Regions from separate parts of the Ovis aries genome. Here region 1 is linked to region 2. The links are chromatin contacts, called in public Hi-C maps. All regions are on one chromosome and are shown on one strand. The core of a region is the stretch at or near the end of the contact, and the rest is flanking DNA. Distances in the headings are between cores, read along the strand shown.

Region 1 (4,554 bases), core at 1,517-4,016, 940 kb after region 2:
TCTGAGTTTGAAATGCAAGCACAGTGAAGCCCCTAAGCCTTCAATCGTGTGAAATTTTCAAAAGATCTCTAGAAGCAATCTCAGGCTGCCTGACCCCTGACAGGAGCCGATCTCTTTATTCCTCTCTCTGCCGGCACTTCATTTGTTGGAATATCTTTCAGATTTGCACCTCCAGATGACAAACCTGAGTGTTTATTATGTGTACATGAATCGGAAATCTTCAAGCCCGCAGAAAAGCACCATCTTAAACATAATATTTAATTTCCCGGCCTAAGTGCCTGCTTCTTTATTTGCTTTTCATTAGCTTAAATATTTTTTCCAGGTCTCCCCATGTGTCACTTTGATATTTAGATGATTCTCTCTTTTAATCATCATTTCCCCCTTGGAAAAAAAAAAATCCCCTGTCGCCTGCGTCTGCGGAACTCACACTGCCACGTCACTGCGCGGCGGGCAGCGAGGCCGAGAAGCTGGACGCAGAGCCGTTCGGAGTTTGTGGGGGGGCACCTCTCCGGGCCGGGTCGGGGGCGGCCGTGTCACAGAGAAACGCTTGCTTTGTAGCTGGCGGTCAGGGCTGGGCTGGGCCCGCTGACCACCTCGTGTCTCATTCCACCTCTCCTCCTTCAAGCCTTTTTAGATGCTTCTTCTCCTTTTTTAAGAACAAAACAAAACCTCAGGCGGCATGGAAAGGTGCTGCTTTCAGCCGCTGGCAGTTGGGGCCCGGACCTGTGTCTTGAGCCAGGGCGCCAAGTTGAGACATCTCAACTCAATCATGCGGGCGCTCCTTCCGGCCCCGCACCCCCTCCCACCAGGCTCTCTGTGGGCCCCAGATCCTGGGGGTCCGAGGGCACTAGAGGCAGGAGTGTGGGGGAGGGCTTCCTGGGAGACGATTGCTTTGTTAAACTTCCCTCTGTCGAATAATTCCGCGGATAAGATTTTGGGGTGGTTGCCCCAATCTCAGCCCCAGAGTGAGCTTTAGAGCCCAGCCCTGCACTCAGGTGGACCGAGATGACACGGAGACTCACGCTACCCTGCGTAAGCGGGAGGTGGAATCGCCACCCACAAGCCCAGTCCCAGGTCGCGGAGGTGGTGGGCTGAAGCCCGAACGCCCCTCCCTCTGTGTTTGGATAGGCCGTGTTGCTATGATTAACTTATTAAACCCCCTCGTAATTATTTTAATTCGACTAGAAAAAATACTTTGGGCGGCAGTTACGATGTTTGTATTTATCCATCCCCCCCATAAAACCTGTGTTAAAACAAATGTTACTTTTCTCTCTCTGTACATAGACCCTCCCTATTTGAAATAGACCGCAGGGACTGCCATTAGATCGAATGGCAAGTCTTTATGGAAAGTGTTTTGCATAATTACATACCAAAGCCAGAACAGTCACCTCCACATTTTATGGGTCACAAACCATCAACAATTGCCACATTATTGTCCACGAAACCTTAGTCCCTTCATTGATGGAGCGGACTCCACTGCTAATCTAGAACGGGAAAGGATGGAAATTTCTTCTAATAAGAACCCGAGAAGATTATGTCCCCACTGACAACGTGTTTACATATAGTTATAAAGTTCAGAGGACCGACGGGGGAGAGGAAAGGAAATCGAGGGAAGCCTGATTAAGAGCCACGCATCGGTCTAATATAGATAGCGCATCAAAAGGAGTGTCTGAATGTCCTCCCCTTTTCAGATCCGACCCCTTCCTACCTTTGTCATGCAGTAATTAAGATATTCTTATTTAGACAGACAGCGTCTCTAGTAACTGAATAATATTAGCTCCTTTGATGTCAAACTTTTGACAGTTATCACACCAGCACTGGGCAATTTAGCACAAATGCCCTCCTTTAAAAAAAAACAAAACAAAACAGAAAACCCCCATTGGCTTTGAAGAAATCTAATAAGTGTGATCCTTATCACCAAATGATCTAAATCGCTGCCGACAGGCCGCCCAGCTATAAATTACATTTCGTGTTACATAACGAGGCCGAATTTGGGTTTGAGCTCATTGAGGCAGTGTTGGTGGGAACTGGGACGCTCCCCCCCGCCCCATCCGTAATTCCTGTGGCCCCATTTCCGACTCCCAAAGCCTCTGTCCACTGTAAGAGCAAAACCTCACGAAATCGAGGGGTCAGGGCAGAGATGGGGGATCCAGCCGAGGTGCGGGCGCGAAGCTCAGTGCCCTGGGTTCGGCTCCAGAGCGCAGGGCAGGTTCAGCCAGCCACCTACTCCCGGATGCCACTTCGCCGTGGCTTTCAGAGCTCAGGCGCCAAATTTGGGATTTGCCAGATGGCAGGATTATCTTCGCGTCTGCTATATTATGTGTGTGTATGCGTGTGGAGTGTCTCGGGGTGGGGGCGAAGATGGGCATGGAAAGCAGAGCCGGATCCGCCTCTGCCCGAGCTGCGGCTAGCAGCCTGGACCCGTCCCGGGGCTCGGGGCAATCTCCGGGCCGCCCCGCCGCAGGCAGCAGGCGGAGTTCCGCCACCCCCCGCCCGTACAGACCGAGGCCCCGAGGCCCAGATGCGCGGAGCTAGGGGAGGGGCGAGGAGAGCGCTTCCCTCGGAGGAGAAACGGGGGGGGGGCAGGCGAGTTGGAAGAGAAGGGGGCAGAGTGGGCGGGTGGGGAGGGCTGAGACGGCGACGGTGACACCTGGAAGGCATTGTCCTTGCGAGCGACACCTGTCAATCTCCGCTCCGGGGTCCCGGGGCCGGGGAGGCTGATGTCATCGCAGAGTCCCTTCCCAGCCGAGGGCGGGGAGGACTGGGGGGAGGCGGGGGCGAGCGGAGCCAGGCGGCCTGGGAGACGGGTGGGGGAGGAAAGAGGGAAAATAAACAGCAGTTGCACTCTCTCGCCGCGTGCTCTGCTCTGAATTTACACGGCCGTCAATATTCCAACTTCAGTTATTATTTCTCATCTCGCAGGGCCTGCCTAGCCTTGTCACTGGGGGAGGGGAACTGGTCCAGGGCCACACAGCATCCTCTATCCCTGGGAGCACCCCGCCATCCCAAAAGCCTGGAGGGGGGCTGACCCTCCTTCCAGACCCAGCTCCCTCTTTGCCCGGCGGCTGTTCCCCGCCAGAGGCTGCGGGCTTAAGGAGGAAACACTTGGGATGAGTTGTGCAAAGTCTTGTGAGATTGCAGGGGGTGAGGGGAGAGTTAATTAACGTGGGGCTGGCTCAGCGAGTGGGAGAGCTGGCGACTGCGTGGGTGGGCGGGCCGGGTCGAACGCGGGGATGCGCTCGGTGCGGGGTGCTTGTGATCTGGGGGCCCAGCTTGGAGGCCTGGGCTCGGGGCGGGGCGGGGGGTTGGAGGGGGGCGGGAGGAGCGATGGGAGGGGTCCTCCGCGGGGGCTGCTGGCGTGCTCCGCGAAGCCTCCGGTTGGTCCCTGGGAAATTCTGGTCTCCCACCTACCGAGCTCGCACCCGCACCCCCCTTAGCGCTCCTGGACTCTCCCTCTGCCTATTCTTTTCGGCCCGAGCTAATTAGCAGCCTGCCAGCGGCCTGATTTATGGAAACGCTCGGGCGGGCGGAGACGCGCGGCAAGCCGCGGCTGGGTGCCTCGGGGCGGAGAGGAGGAGGAGTCTCAGCGGCCCCCTCCGCCCGGCCGGAAACGGGGAGTTGCTCTCCCCGCTACCCACCCTCCAACCCTGGCGAGGCCCGGCGCCCCCGCGCCCCCCGAAGCCCCGGCCTGGGACGCTGGGAACCCTGGCGCCAGCGGGGCGGGCAGGGGGTGGTGGCCGCGCTGCGGCCAGCGGGGTCCCCGCAGCCGGGTTCCAGCTCGGCTGACCTGGAGGGCGGGCCGAGCGCGCGGAGAGCGAGAGACTTGTGCGCCCGGGTTGGGGCACCTCCTTCCCCCCGGTGTGGTCTGCAGAGAAGGAAAAACGAGGGGAAGGGGGAGAGGACGCTGCACGGGGTCGACAGCAGGCCCCCTGGCCGCGGAGGGCGGGGGCGTCTCAGGCCTGGGTGGGCAGCGTGGAGCCACCAGCCCAGCGTGGCCCCTATGTCGCTAGTGACTGTCCTCGGGAAGGGCATGGTCCCTTTCTTCTCCCTTCCCCTGGGTCTCACCCTGAAAGTCGTGTGAGTCGGAGCCTCCCGACTAGAGTCGGAGCCTCCGGACTAGAGTCGGAATTTGGAGCTGGGTGATGGCTGGGGAGGGGGGAACCACAGGACAGGTCTAAGAGCCGCCCCTCCCGGCACTTGCCCGCAAACTCCGGCGCTGTCTCCTCACTGGCCTTGAGTTGCCCCCGAAAACCCCGAGAGAGAAGACGGGAGAGGTGCTCCCAGGCTTCCCAGTGGACCCCAGAAGTTGACGATGGAGAGAGCAAGGGGAGGCGAGTTCGGGGGACAAAGTGCAGGGACCTGTTGCTGGCGCTCCAGCAGAGTGGCGCCTCTCCCTGGGGAACAGGGACAAAGGAAACGGGGGAAACCTCCGGGCCCTCCTCCCCCGGGAGAATTGTTGGAGGAAAGTGATCCTGGCAGACCCAGAGGGCTAGAAGCCCCTGGCATGCTCCTTCAGACTTCGGGGGGCGGGGATAGGGACTGGGGGTTGAAGTC
Region 2 (4,542 bases), core at 1,616-4,115:
AGAATATGCTACTCTTGCTGTCTCAACCTTGGAGACTGGAACTATTATTAATGTAATAGTAGAAATCAGCTCTGCATGCAAAGACCCTTGGTAGCTTTTCACTGCCTGGAGGATGATGTCTGTCTTAATCAAGTATTGAAGAATTCCTGTCTATTAGCTCAATTTCTCCTCCTCCCCGCAGCAAAATTTTCTACAATGTCTATAACCTTTTCCTGACAAAGGGACTGTAAAAAAACAAAACGAACATTTGACAAATTAGTTTGGGAAACCCATATTCTATGTTTCTCTGTTATCTCATTGTGCTTTAACATGTTGAAGGCTCTGAAAAGTCCTGCATTAAAGAAACTGACTTGAATTCATTTAACTCAAACTTTCCATACCTTTTGAACCTCAACCAATTGGACAGACATTGTCTTCAGAGAAAACTTCATTTCATGAGACTGATTTATTTTCTGTCAAATGACACGTGTATACCCCCATGTGCTATCTGTGTGTGGACATGAGAATGAATGGGCATACTCATGTTTTCTGAAGTTGACCACCTCCATAGCCACCAGGAATGCCCATCTCCAACAACAAAAAAATGTGCTTTCCCATCTCCTTATGAAGAGCCCGGTCATGTCTAAGCTGACAACGACTTTTGCCCTGGGGAAGATATCTTTGGCCCCTGCCTATATATGTTACCTGCCATTTACATCTGGTATCACACCACTTGCCATCTTTTATTGGAGAAGGCGATGGCACCCCACTCCAGTACTCTTGCCTGGAAAATCCCATGGACAGAGAGCCTGGTAGGCTGCGGTCCATGGGGTCACGAAGAGTCGGACATGACTGAGCGACTTCCCTTTCACTTTTCACTTTCATGCATTGGAGAAGGAAATGGCAACCCACTCGTGTTCTTGCCTGGAGAATCCCAGGGACGGGGGAGCCTGGTGGGCTGCCGTCTATGGGGTCACACAGAGTTGGACACGACTGAAGTGACTTAGCAGCAGCAGCCAGCTTTTATAAATCCAAGTTGGGAACATAAGTTTCTTGAAATCATCAGTTACTGTTTAGTAAACAACAATAACAAAAAAGTAACCCACTCCAGTATTCTTGCCTGGAGAATCCCATCAACAGGCAAGCCTGCTGGGGTTGCAAAGAGTTGGACAGGACTGACGTGCCTTTGCGCGCGCACACACACACACACACACACACACACACACACACACACATTGACTTTATAGTCAAGCAGATGAATGCAGCGTCACAGCCCAATTCTGTTTTTGGTGGTAGAGCTTTAGACAAGCCTTTCGTCTCAGAGTCCCACTATCGTCCTTGGAATAGCCTGTGGATTCACTACCAGGACAAAGTAAGACTTTGTGTGAATATCCCGAGGACACTCCACAAATATCATCACTCTGAGGACTGTCTCCTTCCCATGATGCCCAGCGTTGGGCCTTTATAGTCACATAGTCACAGGACAATTTTAGTCATTGGTTTAATTAACGTAATGATACTGTTTGCTCTCTGAAAAGTTCCTCAGCTTCTGTCATCCCATCTGTAATGTATCAAGCAATAGGCATAGGCACTCTGGAGATCAGAACGTGCAAAGCATGTTGCAGGGACGAGACAGGAGCTGTCTGTAGGGAGAGGGCCTGGGGAGGTGGCACCGGGCTGCCCAGGGCTTTGGGAGCTGAGCCCTGCCCCGCTTTGCGGCGCATTTGGCTGCTGCTCTGCCTGAGAGTCTTGAAAATAGCATACAGTCTCTTGTATTCTGCACTGTTTCTGCTTCTTGATCTAAAGTGCCTGAAGACCATGCCAATTTGCTCTTACCCCCAGCAGGCAAAGGGAATGATGGTGGAAGCTAAAAGGAATAGCATGCCTTGTCATTTTAATAGCTCAAATACCTCTTTTCCCCCAATGCAGAATCTTCGTGAGAAAACAGTGGCCCTCATTAATGCCTTGCATACAGACTCCTCATTGTTTTTACTTGTGCGATTTCTTTGCACTTGGATATAGAAGCAATAAATTTCCAGGGAAATGAAACTCACTTATCAGATTACCCAGCATCAAGTTTCATATTAGGAACGAAAAAATCAGTCTAACTGAACTCAATATAGCTGTAAACCAATATATGTAAGCCGTATCAGAGATTAAGCCTCCGTCATTGCATTTATAAGCTTCCCGTTTCAGTCTAGAAGGAATAACAATTTTCCTAGCTATTATTTAATAATGCAAAATAGTCCTTAAAACAATAAATTGAATCAATTCAGGTAATATTCAAAAGATCAAATATTCTCAGAAAAAAAGGGTGACTTGAGCACATTTTCCCTTTTAAAATATATGTTAGTTTCCTAAGTTTTGAAGACAATATATTTTTTTTTCTCCTTTGGGTGATGCTATCAGACTTACTGCAAATCAGTTTATGAGGCAATTTAAAGTTTCTTATGTAGCAAAAAGCATCATACTTCAATGTCTTTATTAAAATTTGAGACCAAGTTCTAACCAATTTTAACATTTTTTCAACAAAATGCTGTTTTGTTTTAATTTTTAAAATGTAAATAAAGTGCTTTGCTTTTAAAGCAGCAGCAATAACCACAAATGAATATACTTTTAACATGACTGTGCTGGTTAGCAGAAGGAAGAATGCGTGAGATGCACTGTAATTATCGGTATCTCTATTTTATGCTTGGGTTTTTAGAAACACAGGCATACAAATACAAACACACAATTAAATGTATGTATAAGTTACTGCATATACTATGTATGCTTAAAATTCTAATTAAAGCAGTTAGCTATGACTCTCATTTAGCAGCATGTGAAATGAGTAATTACACTTGCTAAAAAGAAGCTAGCAAACAACTGTGAAAGAGCAACCAACCCATGGATCCTCAACCTTCTAACCAGAGAGAAGTTGCTGGGGAGAACAATCAGAAAGTGAAAACTGAATCTGGTTCCTTACCGAAGCTCCCTCTCCAAGTGCGCTGTGATGTATTGTTGTAAGCAATGTTATTTTTAATTTACAGTGCCAGAGAGACAGCGTCCTCTTTGTGAAATGCACACGCCTGCAGATTTATTTTAACCAATTTTTTTTTAATGCAAAATGCAATAGCCATTATACGAAGGAAGAGCTTCGATCCAAAGCATCTGTACGGTTGTCTAATTTGAACATTTGGACAAACAACTTCACTTTTAAACTCCCGTATAAGGGAGAACTTTGTTTAAAAAAAAATTAGGAACTGCATAATTGCAGAAAGATACTTTTTACATACATTTATACACTCATCACTTAGAACACAAATGCTTTAAACTCTCATAAAAAATAAAAGGCGTTTGTAAAATGGAGGGAAAAATAAGAATGGAAAAAGAAAATCAGAAAGAGGAGGAAGGGGGGATAAAAAGAAAGAAAACAAAACCGTTTCTGTGGCCCAAGAGAAAATAGCGCAGGGCAGGAGGAAGAGGTGAAGGTCTAACTCCTGGGAGACTTGCAGCGCACCTTGGCTGAACATTCGCTTGGAGAACTTTGGTCGGACGCATTTTATGTGACAAGTTTCTTGTTTCTGAGCCTCCATTTTGGAGGATGAAACAAGGCTTCAGTAGCGCGTCAATTTACCATTGTATTTCAATGAAAAAAAAAAAAAAAAAACACTTTACCAAATAGCAATTTTTCCTTAATTGATAAATAACGTCTTATTTTTTTTTCTCCCCGCGTTCCCCCTTTAAAAAACAGTAAGCTCATCTGCCCAGCTCCCCAAGTTCACCTGGAAAGTGCATGGCGAGTCTCCAATTTCAATGAGGGCCCTTTCGGACCTCGGCCACTAGGAGGCACTGCAGCCTGCGTTATGAGGGGGACGAAATCCGGCGAAGTGAATACTCCGCACAACCATGGCTCTGGTGTCATTCCCTATTTAATGGCTGTCAGTGAGGGGGAAAGACAACGTGGCGGGTAATTAAAACCAAATTGCAGGCAGGAGATGACTGCACAAGAATGATATTGTCATTAATACTGATTTAACATGCACCTGGGTAAGGTGAGGGAGCGCAGCAAGGGAATTCACACAGACGCCAGAGTTGCCTGATTTAAAGATGTAGTGTTTCCAGCTGAAGCATGTTTAAAAACTGAATAAAACCATCATATTATGACAGCAGAAATAAAACGGAAACAAATGTTCTACATATGTCTATTTAAAAAAAAAAAAAAAAAGAAAGAAAAAAAAATTTTCCATGTCTTCCAGCTTGGAGGACCAAGCATGTGTCTCCTCCTCTGAAGTTCAAAAGTATTTTTGCAGAAGGCTTTCCCCCACTGTTGATGGCTTCTCTCATATGGGTTTCTAATCTGTTCATGTAGTTTTCTGTTTTCAGGAGAGATAGAACATCTGATTGAAACAAACACCATTGATTTACAAAAATCATACACAATGGGGGAAAGATTTCAATCCCACAAATATTTTAGGAGAGGTGTTTAACTCACAGGATTCCAGGATTTTCCATTCATAAAGAACAGCTTGCTAGAACAATCAAAATTTCAGGTTCAGGACTCTAAGTCATGGCCAACGACTC

The links. A called contact is a pair of places that touch in the nucleus more often than the background predicts.
Region 1: a Hi-C map of hypothalamus shows a contact between it and region 2, with 4 times the contacts expected there. The contact joins the enhancer-like site here to the promoter of LOC101112928 in region 2. A contact is called at or near these places in 2 of 16 Hi-C or Micro-C datasets (hypothalamus and tail adipose tissue).

What each region holds. Positions count from the first base shown.
Region 1 is chr18:9,939,510-9,944,063 of ARS-UI_Ramb_v3.0, forward strand. All of the region lies in intron 1 of LOC105603042 (a long non-coding RNA gene), which reads right to left. Among named protein-coding and RNA genes, the nearest start is that of NR2F2, 35 kb to the right of the region's middle. Within about 2 kb of position 2,767, at least 7 of the 54 cell types and tissues checked have an H3K27ac peak or open chromatin away from gene starts, as enhancers often do. A contact at or near this core is called in hypothalamus, where this site is marked.
Region 2 is chr18:8,998,671-9,003,212 of ARS-UI_Ramb_v3.0, forward strand. LOC101112928 (TAF5-like RNA polymerase II p300/CBP-associated factor-associated factor 65 kDa subunit 5L) reads left to right here and starts at 2,866. Exons shown (of 12, transcript XM_042235695.2): 1 at 2,866-2,981; 2 at 3,713-3,928. The coding sequence starts at 2,866.